Regions from separate parts of the Sus scrofa genome. Here all the other regions are linked to region 1. The links are chromatin contacts, called in public Hi-C, HiChIP or PLAC-seq and promoter capture Hi-C maps. All regions are on one chromosome and are shown on one strand. Each heading gives the region's core, a stretch centred on a gene start, on an enhancer-like site or on the middle of the called end of the contact. The rest is flanking DNA. Distances are from core to core; before and after follow the strand shown. Region 1 holds the start of DYNLRB1 (dynein light chain roadblock-type 1). Region 2 holds the start of TP53INP2 (tumor protein p53-inducible nuclear protein 2). Region 3 has its middle 16 kb from the start of AHCY. Region 4 holds the start of PIGU (phosphatidylinositol glycan anchor biosynthesis class U).

Region 1 (2,514 bases), core at 6-2,505:
GTAACCACCAGCCTATGCCAGAGCCACAACAACGATGGATCCGAGCCGCGTCTGCAACCTACACCACAGCTCATGGCAACGCTGGATTGTTAACCCACTGAGCAACCTCATGGTTCCTAGTCGGATTCGTTAACCACTGCGCCACGACGGGAACTCCAGTTCTTTTTGTGTGTGTGTGTGTGTGACTTTGACATTTTTTGAAGAGTATTGGTTGGGTACCTTATAGAGTCCCTCAAGTTTGGTTTAATGTTTTCTCATGGTTAAGGCCATGGATTTTTGTGAAAAACACCACAGATGTAAAGTGCCCTTTGCAAGATTATCAGAGGGCACATATTAGTATATCCCATAACCAGTTATGTTAACCTTGATCCTCTGGTTATGATGGTGTCTCCCAAGTTTCTTCACCATAAAGTCACTATTCAATCTTCTTAACATGCAGACGCCCCTGGAAGGAAAACCAAATCCTTACTCAACTGAACGAGGCGACAGTGGAATGAAAGTTTGGAGCTTGAATTCAGCAAGCTCCAGTGCCTCCAAGAAACTTTAAGCTGAGGCTACAGGAGATAGAGTGGGTGTAAGCCCAGTAACATAGCACAAGGTTCACTAAATGGCAGTTGTCTTAGCAAATTATTTCCTGCTAGAGAACCCAGAATTTTTTTGTGTGGAAAACTTAACATAGGGCTCTAGGAAGAAGGGTCCCCCTTTTAAAGGTGAGCAAATGAGGGACTACAGAAATTTGAAGTGGCTTCTCTAAGGCAACACAAGGGCGGCCCTGAGCTAGAGGTTCTAAGACTAAAAGACTCCCAGGCTAGCCCCGACCACTTTACCTCAGTGCCCTCATGGAATCCGGGGGAGTCGCTCACGAGACCCTATGGATTCTTGGCTCCAGTTCGAATTTCGGACTTTTTAGCGCATTTTGGCTCGGAGCCTCGCCTTGCCTCAATTCGGGAGCAAAGTGGATATCAGCAACACCCACTCCTTCAGAGTCTCTCCCCACCCTACACCCAGGACCTCCAGAGCTAGCTCAGGCCTCGGTTAAGTGTTGAAAGCCTCTTCCAACAAAGCCAACTTGCCTCTTTTCGGCATAGCTGGAGCTGGGAATTTTCCATAGCTGGATTGCTACTTTGCTGTTCGCGGACAGCACTGGGCCAATTCCCCAGGATCCGCCTACCCGCCTGCTGGCTCCTGATAGGCTACCGAGCCTGTCCGCTTTGACAGGAGCTGTGCGCAGGCGCAGAGAAGCTCCGGGACTGGGCTGAAGGCCGGCGACGAGGAGCTACAGGATCGGTCCGAGATGGTGAGTATCTGCTGGGAGCTTGTGGCCAGCGGCCGGGAGGTGGCCAACCACGACCTCCCACCACCCTCAGCCCAGAGGTCCATCCTCCCGGGCGGCATCCGCGGGGCTGGGCGCGCCGGACCGAAGCAGTCTGGAGGGCGGAACCGGGGCGGCGCGGGCCTCCTGACTCGGACCGAGGGGGCCGAGGCGGGGCCACCGGATCCAGTGGTCCCTTGACCGGAAGTAGTTGCTGGTGCCACGGGGAAGGATTGACGGAGCTGGGCACACGGGCCCCTGCATCCTAGCAACCTTGGCCTTGTTGAGCTATAACAACAATAGTGATTATATTTTCTAGAAACTTAATTCGTGCCAGACACTGCTATACGCTTTACATACCCTGGCCTGCCTCCTCACCGTAGCTCTGTGAAGTAGGTACGACCATTATCCCTGTATTACACACTCGGGATGTAAAACCCGGTGAAACTAAGTGCCCTGCCCCAGTAAATGACGGAGATGGACTTGAACCCTAGACACTTGACTGCTGCCTTTCTGTGTGATTCTTTCGAGCCGTTGAGAAATGGTGCATGAGTCAGAAACGAGCGGGATCCACCCTTGTGGTTCCTGCCTTGCTGACTGGAACTGTGGGCTCTTTATGCCTTTACAGGTTTGGTTTCTTGTGTTTTTAATCCTCCCAACTTGTAAAAAACAAAACAAAACAAAAAAAACAACAACTTGGAAAGAGCTTTTGAACGTTAAACCATGTGAATGGTTTTAAAAAATCGTATTTAAGAATTTAAAGCCTAAAAGAAAAATTGAAAGGGAATAAGAAACAGTACCATACCTGGAGGTAACGACTTATAATTAGGCAGATTACTTGTTTTGTTTTCGTCAGTTTTTGCTTTATATAGTTTAGCTGTATGTAGAATAGATACAGCTATTTATAGTTTATAGTTAGCTAGTTTATAGACTAGATGAGGTAACTTTATCATTCATATCACTTTTTAAACTGTAAAAGAAATTGACTTTTAGCAGATAATAACTGCACACAGTAAAAACAAAAAAGCATCTGAAAGGATCTAAGTGAAAATAAATCTTCCACCAAACCTTGATACCCAGCTTCAATCTCCTTTAGAAACATTAGTTCCTTTTATATGTATACCAGCATGTATATATGTCCTGTCTTTTTCTTACACTAATAGTAGCTTCCTGCAACTTCTACCATGCTATTGTGTGCTTCT
Region 2 (2,514 bases), core at 12-2,511, 180 kb after region 1:
AATCCTGAGGGTGGAGCATTTGAAGGAACCTCTAAAAGGAAACTTGGATATGTTAAGTTTGATAGATAATGAAATTGAGGTCCAGAGAGGTAACATGACTTGCTTGAGGTCACACAGCAAGTTTGGGGAAAGTCAAGACTGTGCCTAGATCTCCCTGGGGAGGCTGAAGCATTCTGGGATTTAGACAGTCTGGTGCCTATAGAGAGTGGAGAGATTTGGGGCCTGGAACTATGGGTTCAAGTTCTGGCTCTGCCATTTGCTGTAGCTTTGTGACCTTGGGAAATCGCTTAGGCTCTCTGAGCCTGTTTCTTCAGCTGGAAAATGGGGAGGGGCATAACACCCATCTTTCAGGGTTGTTGTGAAGATCAAAAGACATATAAAGCACTATAGCACAGTGCCTCGCACTCAGTAAGTGTTCAATAAATATCAGCTACCGGTCTGGCAGCAGCAATAGTAGGTACTCAATATTTGCTCAATGCATTGCTGAATATAAATCTACATACTAAGCATGAGATTTGTTGAGTCTCAGTTTTCCCGCGTGTAAATCGAGGCTAATAATCAATCCCTGTCCCGTCACTTTTCTGTCCAGCCCCAGCAGCAAGGTGGGTTAAACAAGATGTGGAAACGTTCCAGTGCTGAGCACTCTCTAGCTCAGTGTTTATTCAGCCCAGAGCAATCCCTCTCCAAGTCCTACTCTGAAAAATATTCTGTCAGTCTAACCAACTCTCCTATACTCCCGGGTACACCCCTGGAACCGGGGAAGGGAGATGTGCCCCACCTCTCAAGCCTGTCCAGATGAGGAAAAATGGAGCGGCAGAGCAGATAATGCGTAGGGGTGAGAAGGTGAGGCAGAAAACGGAGGCCCGGGAGAAGGGCGGGGAGGAGGAGACTGGAAGGTCACGGATGTGGCGCGGAGTTGAGAAAAGGGTACAGACCGAGGGATTTGGATAGAGGATACAGGTGAACGGACAGGAGGGGCAAAGGCGCTGGGATATGCGGAGGGAGTACAGAAAGATGGGGATCCTGTAGAAGGAGTGGTAATTCTCCTCACTGAGAGGTCTGTGGGGTCGCCCAGGAGCAGGGGCTCCAAGCGCCCAGCAGTCGCGTCTCCGAACGCCCCACCCCCCAGCCTCCGGCTCGGAGTCTTGATCCCGGGAGGGAGCCACTAGCCAGCGAACCAAGGAGGAGGCGGGGAGGGGAGATCCGCAGCCTGGGATTGGCCGCCGCTTCGCCGGTCGCTGACGCGAGGCGGGCGGGCCCCTTTGTGACGTCACAATCAGCTGTTTGAACGCTCCAATTTGTGCTGTGAGCCCAGCAGCTGCTGCACAGACTCGAAGCCCAGCGGGCGAGCGCAGCAACCCGGAACGTCCGACCCGTACCCCCGCCGCCTCCCCGCCTAGCCCCCGCGATGCGGCGGGGCCTGTGATCAGCCGCGGACCCTAGGACACTCCGCCTCACAACTACCTCAGCGCCACCTCCGCCTGCCGCCCCGCCCCTGCCCCAGGTGAGTTCTGATCAGCTTTGGCCCCTGGGCTCCCGGGGCCCCAGAACACTCCCCGCTCCCCCAGCTCCCGGGTCTTTGTCTCTTTCCGCCGGCGGCCGCCGGGGCTGCACTCCCGCCTCTGGATTGGCTGCCGCCCGTCCGGTAGACTCTGACGTCTGCATATTTGCATATGACATTGAGACGTCACCAAGGCCGGGACCGCCCCCCCACCCCCTCCCGGCTCGGGTCGCCTGTCCTCCCGTGACCCGTCGGGCGCTGAGTCGGGACTGGGCCCACGGGTGAGGGACGCTGAAAGGCAGCGGGACCAAAAGGTCCTCCAGTTTTCTGGATTAATCCAAGAGCTGCGTTCAAGCCTCTGATCCTCTACTTTCTCCTTGCGACTTGAGAGAGGTTCAAACAGCGTTACTGGGTCTACATTGGGGGAGGGGGTTGTCAGGAGTTCAGGGGCGCCTGAAGCTTTGGCTCCAGCCGGATCGTTGAGGCAGCGCCAGATGGTGGTGGAATCCCCTCCCTCTGGCTCCAGGCTCTGCACCCCTGGACTAACATAATTACATCCTTCTAATCCCTGAAATGTGTGCAGCGCCTTAACTGAGGTCACGTCACTTCCCGAAAGGAGGGGTCTTAGACCCCATTTCACGGAAGGGAAAACTGAGGCCAGGAGCGGGCAAGTGGCTTACTCTAGGTCCTGCAGCCAATTAGAGTCATGCCTGCCTAGTGAGTGGCAGATGCATTAGCCCTGGGCACATACTTAGTATGAGCTTATTACAAGTAGTTACACATTCTCCTTCCACTGAGGACTGTACCTTGGGCTAAGCGCCATCCAAATTTGATAGGGCTCCTAGGAGATTGGGTCCCCTTTTGAAGCCCTGATCCTTACTTTATACCCTGGAGTTCCAGAGCCCAGTAAAATTACTCCCTCCCATCTGTTTTGACTGCAGAAAGGTGAGTCAGTGGCTGCATCAGGCTGTCTCCAGGGCCGATGTTGGGATGGGGTAGAGGTGAGAGTTCCC
Region 3 (2,514 bases), core at 5-2,504, 160 kb before region 1:
GTAAAAAGAAAAAAAAACCTTGCAAATAGGTTTTTGCCTATTTTCATACATAGGCATGTAGATAAATAGATGCATACGTATCAGGCTGTGTTCACAAACAACTACTAACAGTGCTAGAGGAGGGGCTGTCCGCCCACTCTGCTGAAGGCCACAGGGGACAAATAATTGTCAGACCCCCCCTTCTCCCCAGCCTGGCGCCAGCAGCAGGCTCTGGGGAGGCTGAGGGGCCCGGGAAACAATGGGCAGAGACAGACCAGGCCCTGTGGCCTCATCGCCCGCCCTTTGAACCCGCCCTTTAGTTGTTTGCTTTTGCCGACATTTAGGTCCCCAGCTTGGAGGGTGGAGAGGGGCGGAGAGGGGCGGAGAGGGAAGGAGCCTGTCCATTGGCCAAGGGGCCCTCCCGACTGCCTTGCTCAGATTCGGGATTAATTGGGATGCTGAGGACAAGGATGTCTTCTTTGGGGGATGAGATAAAAGAATACAGTTCTGGGACACCCCCACTGCTCCACCCCATCAGGGTGTCTCCCCCTCTCCCCAGTTCCTTCCACGCCCCTAACTCCAGGCCCCCTCAAGTTTGTGAACTTCCCTTGGGTCCGCTTTGGCTTTGATGTCACTGCTGGGCAGTGGAGTACTGAAGCGGGGGTTTTCTTAGAGAGCTTGGAACAGCCTCTCCCCCACGCTGCCACTTAATGCTTCTCATCCCAGACCGCCACGTGGAAAGCACCCAATATTTGTGGAATGAATTAACACTCCCAGATGTCTGCCTAGGAGCCCGCGTTGTGGTGTTTCTCGTCTTCAGCCCTCAGACCTGGCTGTCTTTGGGATGGGGGTCACAAGCTCCCCAAGTCCGACTTATGTCCCCAACTGAGACTGGGTGTCCTCTTGACTCAATTCGCATTCCAGTCCAGGCTCCCATGATCCTGTTATACTAACACTTACTGGGAGCCTGGTCCAGGGACCCTAGGAACCCAGAGGTCTGGGATTTTACTTCTTCATTTCTCAGATGATCCTTTCCCTTGAGGAGAGATAGACACGGAACATGGGATGTTCTGAGAGCTTGAATCAGGGCTGCCCCGGGTCCGGAGGTCGTCCTGAAGTGGAGAAAGGACGAGTTCAGCCGACAAAGAGGAAGGAGGCTGCTCCCCAGCACGCTGCCCCTCTGCTGGGCTCCTTTTGTTGGGAGTCCCAACAGCACCCCCACCTCCGAACTGCCTCTCCGTCTGGAGCCCATCTTTACCCAGTAGTGCCAGGAGAGGGCACCCTGCTCCTAGCTTTGGCTTCAGCCTGCCGCACCCTGTGATCTCACATAAAACCCCTGGGAGATGGGCAACATTTTTAAATGTAGGACTTCCCATTGTGGCGCAGCGGAAACAAATCTGACTAGTAACCATGAGGTTGCAGGTTCAGTCCCTGGCTTTGCTGAGTGGGTTAAGGATCTGGTGCTGCTGTGAGCTGTGATGTAGGTCGCAGATGTGGCTTGGATCATGTGTTGCTGTGCCTGTGGCATAGGCCAGAGAGTGAAGCTCCAACTCAACCCTAGCCTGGGGGAACCTCCATATGTGCAGGTATGGCCCTTAAAAAAATGCACTTTATTGCTACCTCTCATAGAAGAAACTAAGGTTCAGAGAATTTTGATGGACATGGCTAGAGGGTAGTCTTTTGACTTGGTTTGAGTCTTTAGCCTGTGGAAGTATCTGCTCTGGGTATTGATAGTGACACCTAGAATAATGATATCAGTTAACATTTGAGTACTTCTTATGTGCCACTCTATAAGGTAGGTGCTGCAATTATACCCATCTTACAGATTTAAAAAAAACTGAGGCTTCTAGTTAGGAAGTGCCAATGATGTCTGGTCTAGAACCTCTGCTAATAAGCACAGTGCCACCCTGCTTTCCATAATGCCCTCCCCCACCACCCTACGTTCATTTGAGAGTGCTAGGACCCAAGAAGGAACAGGAAAAGACCTTGCTCCCCTAAGTGCCATCTTAGTGAGCATGTGTGTGTATGTGTGTATACGGTCATACAAACCCTTGCACATGTCCATTCACACCTGTATACATTCCCAAAAGCAAAAAGCAGGAAAAAAAAAAAAAAGCACCTGTATACATTCCCCACCGTCACACCCAAATACACACACACATATTTCACATTCTCACATACTGACACGTATTCAGACTCTTACCCACACTCTGTTGGGTTCAGCCGTTGACTGGGCTTTAACTAACTGCCAGGACCCTGAGGCCCAAGGGAGCTTCAGCCAGTGATGTGTAAACTCTGTGTGATGCTCCGCTCCTCCCTTCTTCTTCCCTTGCATTCATTCCAAAAACATTGCTGGGAATCGCTCAGTGGAACACCAGTGGGTGACTCAGACCTGGCCCCTGCCTTCAAGGAGCTTCCTTCCTGTGACAGCCACTCCCACACAGATCATCCATGCTGGGACAGGTCTGAGCAGAGTGTCCAGAGTGGACAGAGGGGTCAGCCTGGGGCTGTGGAGGTTTCTCAGAGGAAAAGGTA
Region 4 (2,514 bases), core at 5-2,504, 160 kb after region 1:
ATTCTGGCCTTCACCTTACACCCACCTCATTACTCCCCTACTTTGGGCATTTCACATCTTTCAACATGTCTTGATCCTGACAACCTTCTACCTGAAACTCCGCTTCCTCTAATCTCCCTTTTCACACTCTACATCCTTCAAGAGTTAGCTCAAATCCCACATTCCTTAAACTGGAAAAGGAGAGGACACTTTCTTCAGGGTCAGAACTCCAAGGAAGGAACTGGAGGCACACAGGAAGTACACTTTTCTTTCTTTTTTCTTTTTTTTTTTTTAGGGCCACACCTGCTGCATATGAAGTTCCCAGGCTAGGGGTCAAATCAGAGCTGCAGCTGTGGGCCTACACCACAGCCACAACAACACTAGATATATCCAAGCCACATCTGCGATCTGCAATGCACCTCACAGCAACGAGGGATCTTTAATCCGCTGAGAGAGGGCCAGGTGTTGAACCTGAGCCCTCCTAATGGATACTACCTGGGTTGTTATCCACTGAGCCACAATGGGAACTCCAGGAAGTACACTTTTCATAAATGACTATATCTGTTTGTCTGCCTTATTAGAGTGCCTGTGGACTCTTTAGTCCAAACTGGCTCTCTGTGGGCTCCAGTATAAAACAATGTTTGATGAAGAACTTAAAAGAAATAAGATATAGTAGGAGAAGCTGCACTGCAAGTCCCAGGCTGAGACAAGGTTTATAAGGGCACTCACACACTCTCCTCGCTTATGCAGGAATGGTCCCCTCAGGGGCACCCCCCCCACACACACACACACACCCACGCACAAGCGATCTCGCGCCAAAACTCACTCCACTTAGCACGCCCTTTTCTCATCCCGACCCTTCCTCAAGCAGATCTTTCCTCAGACCACGCCCCTCAGCTCAGGACCCGAGGGGGACACACCCCCTCATATCTACATCTCGCAGGTGACCAGCCCCTACGGCCCCAACCTCACCACACCAACCAACGTCCCCCCGCCCTTAGCAGCCCCGCTCGCCCGCTCGAGGACGCGATAACTGGTGAGTTCCCTCAGAATCTTGAACATGCGGCCACTGCCCCCGCCTCCCATTCACAGAGGCCAGAGGCGCACAGGCGGGGCCTGGACGCCTACTCGAGCCGGTGGCCTCACCTCTCTTCCAAGAGCTCAGTGGGGACACCACCTCCACCCGCTCCGAGATGAACTCGGCCAGACTGGAGCGAAACAAGGCTGCCCGCACAGTCACTGCCACCACCAGCACCAAGGCCAAGGGAGCCGCCATGATAGCTGGGGCGGGCGCGCAGGCAGGAGGGGAAAGGCGAGGCGGAAGAGCCTCGCGGTCTGTGCACCGCCCTCTGTAGTTCTGCGGGTCAGCGCGCCTCGCGGCTGCCCACGAAACTCCCAAACTGGGAACTACCACTCCCAGGAGGCCTTGCGGCGAAGTAGGGCGTGGCGACGGAAAGCGGGGCGCCTCAAGCTTATAGCAAAGGGTTGGGCGAGGTCTCCCACTATAGCAGGTGAATTGTAATAGCACTGAGGTGCTGCTGAAAGGAGACACGTGAAGACAGTTACCATCCTGGAATTGTTGAGCGAGTTTTAAAGAAACGTTCATTTCACTCTTGTGTGTATGTTTTTAGTGTTAAAATGTTTCCTTTTTTATGTTTTCAAAGAGTATTAAATATGTATTCGTTGATTTACTACATACTTATTTGTAGAATGTCAACTATATGGGTTCTGAGGATACATTGTGGAGTATTACAGAGATTTATTAGCTCTGCGGCCTTGAACAAGTTGCCGAACTTTTCTGTGCCTCAGGTCCCTCACCTTAAAAATGCACTCGTTTTTGGCTCCTTGTGAGTGAGCTAGAAACCATTGAAGAATGCTTAGAAATTTTGCCAGCCGCTTTTAAACACAGACATTACTGTAAATTAGTACAGCCACTATGGAGAATAGTATGGAGGTTCCTTTATAAACCAAAAAGGGAGTTCCTGCTGTGGCAAAGTTGGTTAAAGAGAAGTTGATTAATGATCTGGCTTATCTTTGTGGTGTTGCTGGTTCCATCCCCAACCCTGCTCAGTGGATTAAGGATCCTGAATTGCCGCGGCTGTGGCTGGGATTCAGTATCCCCCTCCCCAGGAGCTTCCATATGCCTCGGGTACAGCCATAAAATTAAAAAAAAAAAAAAAAGTATCTAAGAATGAAAGTGTTTATATGTGTAAATGATTCACTTTGCTGTATGCCTGAAACTAACACAACATTGTAAATCAACTGTACTCCTAATAATACTTTTTTGAAATTAAATAAAAATAAACTCAGCTATTATCAAAAATTAACTTATACAAACCTACAATTCAATAAGTTGTGTAAACAACAAGGTAATAAATACTCAAAACATCCCTTGCTAAGTATTTTACTACACTCTTGTTTTATCTGTGCTCTTGAGGTTATTTACCACTGCTATATCACTATGGCAAATACTGTATAATGGTATACTTCTGCCCTTGCCTTCCCAAATCATGTTTAGTGACTTAAGTTTGATAG

What was found. Promoter capture Hi-C pulls out the DNA fragments that hold promoters and counts their contacts. A called contact is a pair of places that touch in the nucleus more often than the background predicts. HiChIP or PLAC-seq counts read pairs in DNA pulled down with a chosen protein or histone mark.
Region 2: a Hi-C map of skeletal muscle shows a contact between it and region 1, with 6 times the contacts expected there. The contact joins the promoter of TP53INP2 here to the promoter of DYNLRB1 in region 1. A contact is called at or near these places in 1 of 5 promoter capture datasets (fetal skeletal muscle), 5 of 47 Hi-C or Micro-C datasets (alveolar macrophages, heart right ventricle, liver and 1 more) and 2 of 2 datasets of contacts at active chromatin or transcription factors (alveolar macrophages and skeletal muscle).
Region 3: a promoter capture Hi-C map of fetal liver shows a contact between it and region 1, with 3 times the contacts expected there. The contact joins the enhancer-like site here to the promoter of DYNLRB1 in region 1. A contact is called at or near these places in 3 of 5 promoter capture datasets (fetal liver and liver), 9 of 47 Hi-C or Micro-C datasets (embryonic fibroblasts, heart right ventricle, liver and 2 more) and 2 of 2 datasets of contacts at active chromatin or transcription factors (alveolar macrophages and skeletal muscle).
Region 4: a contact with region 1 is called in an H3K27ac HiChIP or PLAC-seq map of alveolar macrophages. The contact joins the promoter of PIGU here to the promoter of DYNLRB1 in region 1. A contact is called at or near these places in 1 of 47 Hi-C or Micro-C datasets (skeletal muscle) and 2 of 2 datasets of contacts at active chromatin or transcription factors (alveolar macrophages and skeletal muscle).

What each region holds. Positions count from the first base shown.
Region 1 is chr17:37,922,217-37,924,730 of Sscrofa11.1, forward strand. DYNLRB1 (dynein light chain roadblock-type 1) reads left to right here and starts at 1,256. Exons shown (of 4, transcript NM_001190180.1): 1 at 1,256-1,297. The coding sequence starts at 1,295.
Region 2 is chr17:38,102,928-38,105,441 of Sscrofa11.1, forward strand. It overlaps TP53INP2 (tumor protein p53-inducible nuclear protein 2), which reads left to right and starts at 1,262. Exons shown (of 4, transcript XM_003359949.4): 1 at 1,262-1,504.
Region 3 is chr17:37,759,072-37,761,585 of Sscrofa11.1, forward strand. No RefSeq gene overlaps it. Among named protein-coding and RNA genes, the nearest start is that of AHCY, 16 kb to the left of the region's middle. Within about 2 kb of position 1,255, at least 23 of the 83 cell types and tissues checked have an H3K27ac peak or open chromatin away from gene starts, as enhancers often do. A contact at or near this core is called in alveolar macrophages, fetal liver and liver, where this site is marked.
Region 4 is chr17:38,079,808-38,082,321 of Sscrofa11.1, forward strand. PIGU (phosphatidylinositol glycan anchor biosynthesis class U) reads right to left here and starts at 1,255. Exons shown (of 12, transcript NM_001185136.1): 1 at 1,126-1,255. The coding sequence starts at 1,255.